2 separate regions of the Sus scrofa genome follow, and region 1 is linked to region 2. The links are chromatin contacts, called in public Hi-C maps. All regions are on one chromosome and are shown on one strand. Each heading gives the region's core, a stretch centred on a gene start, on an enhancer-like site or on the middle of the called end of the contact. The rest is flanking DNA. Distances are from core to core; before and after follow the strand shown. Region 1 overlaps LARP4 (la-related protein 4). Region 2 overlaps CERS5 (ceramide synthase 5).

Evidence for each region. Hi-C and Micro-C count contacts between places; a contact is called where the count stands out from the background.
Region 1: a contact with region 2 is called in a Hi-C map of liver, with 2.3 times the contacts expected there. The contact joins two enhancer-like sites. A contact is called at or near these places in 3 of 47 Hi-C or Micro-C datasets (embryonic fibroblasts and liver) and 1 of 2 datasets of contacts at active chromatin or transcription factors (alveolar macrophages).

Annotation. Positions count from the first base shown.
Region 1 is chr5:16,228,213-16,232,000 of Sscrofa11.1, reverse strand. All of the region lies in intron 2 of LARP4 (la-related protein 4), which reads right to left. Among named protein-coding and RNA genes, the nearest start is that of FAM186A, 51 kb to the left of the region's middle. Within about 2 kb of position 2,285, at least 6 of the 83 cell types and tissues checked have an H3K27ac peak or open chromatin away from gene starts, as enhancers often do. A contact at or near this core is called in liver, where this site is marked.
Region 2 is chr5:16,057,147-16,060,665 of Sscrofa11.1, reverse strand. The region is part of intron 1 of CERS5 (ceramide synthase 5); the gene reads left to right. Among named protein-coding and RNA genes, the nearest start is that of CERS5, 11 kb to the left of the region's middle. Within about 2 kb of position 2,140, at least 5 of the 83 cell types and tissues checked have an H3K27ac peak or open chromatin away from gene starts, as enhancers often do. A contact at or near this core is called in liver, where this site is marked.

The DNA.
Region 1 (3,788 bases), core at 1,036-3,535, 170 kb before region 2:
CCCTTACATTTTTCAGTGATTAAATTAATTAACAGGTTATTTGGAGGGATAATATTGCTAAATTAATGACTATAGTGCCTGAGACAAGATGTATAAATTTTTCTTTGAATAATACTTCCTTTTTCCTCCATTTCATAGATAGCTTCAATGATTAGATAGTCTACTGACCTAACAACTCACTTCTTCCTCATGCTAAATCCTACAAACTTAGGGAGGCTCTTACTTCCAGTTTACTGCTTGGAAGGATTCAGAATCAAGGCACTTTAAGATTTTTTTTTTTTTTTAGTGTAATGTATATACATTCAACCTCTTTAGGATATAGTTCTGAGTCCTGACGAATACATCCCACTAATCTATTTGCAGTCCCTATAGTTTTCCCTTTTCCATAATGTCATATAAATGAAAGTATGTAGTATGTAACTTTTTTTGCTTTTTAGGGCTGCACCTGAAGCATATGGAAGTTCCCAGGCTAGGGGTCAAATAGAGCTACAGCTGATGGCCTATGCCACAATCACAGCAACACCAGATCAGAGTCATGTCTGCAACCTACACCACAGCTCATGGCAACACTGGATCCTTAACCCAGGATTGAAGAGTGAGGCCAGGCATTGAACCTGCATCCTCATGGATAGTAGCTGGGTTCAGAATCTGCTGAGCCACAATGGGAACTCCTAGTATGTAACTTCTGAATATGGCTTTTTCCACTTGGCATAATTCATGTGAGATTCACCCATGCCGCGTTGTGTGTATCAGTAATTCATTTCTTATTACTTACTGACTAGTATTATTCTATCGTATGGCTGTACTATATTTGTTTTACTCATTCACCAGGTCAGGGACAGACATTTGAGGTGTTTCCAATTTTTGGCAATTATAAATAAAACTGCCATTAAAATTCATATACAGGTTTGGAGAGTAAAGGTAAATTTTCATTACTCTTAGAAAAGTACCCAGGAATAGGATTGCTGGTTTGTACGATAAGTGTATGTTTACTTTATAAGAAATGGCTAAGCTATTTTCCAAAGTGACTGTACATCCATTTACAGTTACGCAGTAGGGCTAATTCTTACCCTGCCTTTAGACGAAACTTAGATGGTTCCATAACATTTACGGTAACTTTAGTAATATAAAGTTTAGTAATTTAAGCTTTTTATTAATATAAGTTTAGTAATATAAATTTATCTGGTCAGTAATTAAAATGTCCAGTACCATGTAAAATAAAGCCTTAATTTTGTTTTCAAGTTCTCCTCTCTTTCAGCTTAGATTATTGTAACTTACAGTCAGGGACGCAGGAAGCAGGACATGAACAGCTTCTTTTATGGCTTAATTTTTTTTTTATTTTTTATTTTTTGTCTTTTTAGGGTCGCACCCATGGCATATAGTTCCCAGGCTAGGGGTCAGACTGGAGCTACTGCTGCTGGCCTATGCCTCAGCCACAGCAACCTGTCTGTGACCTACACCACAGCTCACTGAAACACTGGATCCCCAACTCACTGAGGGAGGCCAGGGATCAAACCCTCATTGTCATGAATACTAGTCAGATTTGTTTTCCACTGGGCCACAGTGGGAACTCCCTGGCTTTCTTTTGTTCCTACTTTTCCAGCTTGTTAGTATTGGACCTCTTATGGGTAGAGCTCTGAAAAAGGAGAGGGAAGAGAAAGAGCAAGTTCTCATTGACTACTACCGTTGCATCTTTTTTTTTTTTTTTTTTTTTTTTTTGTCTTTTTGTCTTTTTGTTGTTGTTGTTGTTGCTATTTCTTGGGCCGCTCCCGCGGCATATGGAGGTTCCCAGGCTAGGGGTTGAATCGGAGCTGTAGCCACCAGCCTACGCCAGAGCCACAGCAACGCGGGATCCGAGCCGCGTCTGCAACCTATACCACAGCTCACGGCAACGCCGGATCGTTAACCCACTGAGCAAGGGCAGGGACCGAACCCTAAACCTCATGGTTCCTAGTCGGATTCGTTAACCACTGCGCCACGACGGGAACTCCCTACCGTTGCATCTTCTAACATCATTGACTCCTGAATGCGACAGATTTTTAGAGCTAACTCTTTCACGGGGTACTTGGTGAGCTGGCAGTCATCATCTCTGGAGATCACTCATCTGCAGATTTTTTTTTTTTTTTTTGCTTTTTTCTTTAGGGCCATACCCTCCGCATATGGAAGTTCTCAGGTAATGGGGCAAATCAGAGCTACAGCTGATGGCCTACACCATAGCTACAGCAACGCGGGATCTTAGCCAGGTTTGTGACCTACACCACAGGTCACGGTAACACTGGATCTTTAACCCACTGAGCAAGGTCAGGGATCAGACCCGCTTCCTCATGAACACTAGTTGGATTCCTTTCCACAGAGCCACGATGGGAAGTCCTCATCTGCAGATTTCTTGATCGTGGCAGATACATTTCTAATCCAACTAGTTGTTTGCATTTGTGATACCTCCAACTTCTCTCTGCCGAGGTATGTTTGCATATTTGGGCAGCTCTTCTGCACAGAATTCATGACAGCCCTATGCTAGCTCTCTTGGGTATATGTGTATGTGTGGCCTTCATCTAATCTCTAGGAAACACTTGAGCCTTCTTTGTCCAGATAAACTCTAAGGCTGAAGGCTTATCCCAATGTAGCAGCAGCTTTTTCTTTGCTTCTGTCACTAGAGCAGGTAGCCAATTAATCATCTGCCTTAATTTTTTTGTGTTTGTTTTTTGTTTGTTTTTTAGTTTGTTTTTAGGTGTAGAATCAGGCCCCTGTCTATTGGGCCTCCAAACTAAAGGCTTGTGTTAAGTTCTTAGAGTGAAGGAAGGGTAGAAGCACACTCAAAATCCTCTTTTCCTTGACCATTTTGTACTCTCAGAGTGAGTAAGAAGATTGAGTCAATAACTTTGTAAATCCTAGTCCAGCACTTTCCTTTGGAATTTGTTATCCATTGTTAAGGTTGCCAGAATTAGCAAATAAAAATATAGGACACCTAGTTAAATTTTAATTTCAAATAAAAGGCAAGTGATTTAGTACAAGTATGGTACATGTAATTTTATACTAAAAAAATTATTCATTGTTTATCTAAAGTTCATATTTAACTAGGCACCATATTTAATCTGGCAACCCTTTTATTGTGCTTTGCCAGGACTTTTTTTTTTTTTTTTTTTTTTTGCCATTTCTTGGGCCGCTCCCGCGGCACATGGGAGGTTCCCAGGCTAGGGGTCTAACTGGAGCTGTAGCCACCAGCCTACCCCAGAGCCACAGCAACTTGGGATCCGAGCTGCGTCTGTGACCTACACCGCAGCTCACGGCAACGCCGGATCCTTAACCCACTGAGCAAGGGCAGGGATTGAGCCCACAACCTCATGGTTCCTAGTCGGATTCGTTAACCACTGCGCCACGACGGGAACTCCCCAGGACTGTTTCTTTTTTTTTTTTTTTTTTTTTTGTCTTTTGTCTTTTTAGGGCTGCACCCACGGCATATGGAGGTTCCCAGGCTAGGGGTCAAACGGAGCTGTAGATGCAGGCCTGCATCACAGCCGCAGCCACAGCCACGCAGGATCTGAGCCACATCTGCAACCTACACCGCAGCTCATGGCAGTGCTGGATCCTTAACCTACTGATCGAGGCCAGGGATCAAACTTGCATCCTCTTGGGTACTAGTCGGGTCATTACCACTGAGCCACAACGGGAACTCCAGAGTTTCCATTTTTACATGCTGTTAAATACAAGATATGTACTAGGAGCTTCTAACTTGTATAGTTAGATGTTTAAAAACTTTCAGAACAGGAGATGCTGAAAACAGTGAAAAT
Region 2 (3,519 bases), core at 891-3,390:
AGCTGTTGCTGCCGGCCTACACCAGAGCCACAGCAATGCGGGATCCAAGCCGCGTCTGCAGCCTACACCACAGCTCACACAGCTTAACCCACTGAGCAAGGCCAGGGATCGAACCCGCAACCTCATGGTTCCTAGTCGGATTCACTAACCACTGAGCCACAACGGGAACTCCCTTTTTGTTTTTTTTAAGTCTGTTTCTGTTTTGTTTTAAGAGCAGATCTGCCAATTAAAAATAAAATCATCCTCAAAAAGGTCTACAAAGATTACTTACATACAGACCATGCAAGGTGGTATAGGTATCCTTGAGAAATGCAGTACCTCATACACGCAGGCATATATATGTATACACCAAGTGTATACAACATGTAATGTTTGCTTATAGATAGCAAATCCTGTCTTCTTAAGAATTTACTCAGGGAGTTCCCATAGTGGCATAGAGGAAACTGATCCGACTAGTATCCACAAAGATGCGGGTTTGATCCCTGGCCTTGCTCAATGGGTTAAGGATTTAGCATTGTCATGAGCTGTGGTGTAGCTTATGGACACAGCTCAGACCCAGCATTGCTGTGGCTGTGGCATAGGCTGGCAGTTGTAGTTCCAATTTGACCCCTAGCCTAGGAACTTCCATGTGCCGCAGGTAAGGCCCTAAAATAACAAAAATACTGGTTCACTGAATTACACAGATCTCCTAAATGTCAGTACATTTCATTATACAGTATTAAATTCATACAGTTAGGAGTTCCCTGGGTTGCTGCTGGCACAAGTTCAATCCCTGGCTCTGGAGCTTCTGCGTGCAGCATGGGCATGGCCAAAACCAATCACACAGTTAATCTCATCATAACTATCTTATAAAAAATTCCAGAAGTATTGGGACATTGTCAAGCTCAAAGGCAGATATAAGGTCTCTAAAATTCTTTTTTGTGTGTGTCTGCAACCTACACCACAGCTCACAGCAATGCTGGATCCTTAACCCACTGAGTGAGGGCAGTGATCAAACCTGCGTCCTCATGGATACTAGTTGGGTTCGTTACCGCTGAGCCACAGTGGGAACTCCTAGGTCTCTAAAATTCTAGCATTCATGTGAAAGCTTGAATTTTATCAATGGCAAGAATGTTTGTTTTTTTGAAATGACAGGCTTATTTCATTTTAAAGAAATGTTTCTTAATAATCCAGTTTCTGAATAACCATGATTTGTCAGTCATTCTCTGGGGTAAAAATGGTGTTCTTTGAAAAAAGTGATTTAGTCTAGCATACAGCTCAGTCAAACAAGTGCATTTCCTTGACACAACCATATCCTTTGGTATATGCAGTAGAAGTACTTTCTGTGTACTTCGCATTTTATCACAGAATACTTTTTAAAAATGTAATCAAGAGTTGGAATTTAATAAAATTAATCATTTATATTGCTTCATCAAGGACATTCTTTAGTACTAGAAACTGGCTTTTGTTTTGTTTTGTTTTGTTTTTGGCCACAAGGCCTGTGAAATTCCAGCGCCAGGAATGGAAACCGAGCCACAGCAGTGACAAGGCCAGATCCTTAACCTGTTGAGCCACTGGGGAACTCCTTTATTATTATTATTATTTAAACTAAGAGGATATAGCAAGGAAGAAGAGAATAATCACTATAAAACTGCCCTGATTTGTGCTCAGGGGCCATAAGTGTACCCACCATTGTTTTGCACCATCACTGCAAGTGTCAAAACCATAACAAAAGCAGATAGTGTCTTAATATTATAAAAATAGTTTTGACTTTATGGGCTCCCAGAGAATATCTCAGGGATGGTCTGGGGTCTGTGGACCATACTTTGAGACCCTCTGCTGTAGTTGAATGAGATCACCCAGGGTGAATGTGTAGAGTAAGGTAAGAATCTGCATAGAACTCTGAGGAAACACTATGTTTTAGGAGAAGACAGAGGAAAAAGAAACCCGAAAGAAGATAAAAGATATGACAGCTGTACAGTATTTGATAATGCCAGTAATTTGCATTTAATAAGTACTTTGTCCCAGGAACTTCTCTAAGTAATAAACATTGACTCCTCATGGTAACTCGATGAAGTAGGGAGATACTATTGTCACTCTCATTTTGCAGATGAGGAAACTGAAACAAGGAGAAAGTAACTTGTCCAAGGTGACTCAACCAGCAGTGCATACCAACAAGTCTAGTTGTACTGCCAGAGAGCTAGGGCGAGAAAAGTAGGAAGAGTGTGACATAAAGGGAACTAAGAGAAAAAAGCATTTCAAGGGGGGATCCTGCTCAATAATGTCAGATGGCACTGAGTGGTCAGGTAAGATACCAGCCTGGAGAGCATCCACCAGATTTCACAATAAGGAAATCATTAACAACTTTGGCAAAAGCATCTTTGGTGGAGTTGGGGACTGAAGCCAGAGAGAGGAGGGTTGAGGAATGAGTGGGCGTTAGAAAAGAAGTCATGAGGAGAGAACTTTTCTCAAGAACATTCGTTGTGAGTTAGGTGAGAGCCAGAGGATGTGAGGGACAGGAAGAGCTGTTTTCCGATGGGAAAACTTGGCATGTTTAAGGTCTGATAAGTAGAGAACGAAACTGAAGATAATAGAAAAAAAAGAAAGAGGGAGTTCTCAGGTGATCTAGTGGTTAGGACTCAGCACTTTCATCTCTGCAGCTCAGGTTCAATTCCTGGTCTGGGAACTGAGATACCATATCAAGCCTCTGTAATGCCATGTCCAAAAAAAAGCAATAAAGGATATTGGTTTTAGGTGGAGTGGTTCTGGCAGAAAGTTGAAGGCATTCCTTTCTCTTCTTAGTCAAGATTCTCGAGAGTCTTAGCATTTCCACTTCTTTCTTGTGCAGGGTTTCTGTAGTGTAATTGTTATCATGTTTCCCAAACACTTCTTCCTCCTCCTCACATCTTTCACTGCTGTAACTCACTACTATCTTTTAGAGTCTCTATTTTATCGGCATTATTTTGGTGACGTTTACCACTGATCTCCGAACTGTCAAATCCAGTGGATACTGAAATCCTTGTCTTTTTTTTTTTTTTTTTTTTTTTTTTTTAATCTCTGCCTCATGTGATAGGACTTGACCTCTAGCCTTCTTGGTCCTTAAATTCACCTTTTATGTTGATGTTTCCCAGTATTCTGACCTTGGCTCTCTGTTCCGTTTATATTCCTTCCTTTCTTCCTTCCTTTCTTTCTTTTTTTTGCTTTTTAGGGCCGCACTCGCGGCCTCTGGAGGTTCCCAGGCTAGGAGTTGAATCAGAGCTGCAGCCGCTGGCCTACACCACAGCCACAGCAACACCAGATCCGACCAGCATCTGCGATCTACACCACAGCTCACGGCAATACCAGATCCTTAACCCACTGAGCGAGGCCAGGGATCAAAGCCGCATCCTCATGGATACTAGTTGGGTTCGTTAACCGCTGAGCCACAACGGGAACTCCTGTATTCCTTTCTTATGCAGTCACGTCCACCCTCAATTTTAGCTCCCACCTGTATTCTTGTTCTCTCTCTCTCTTCTTTCTTTCTCGTGTCATCGTCATCGT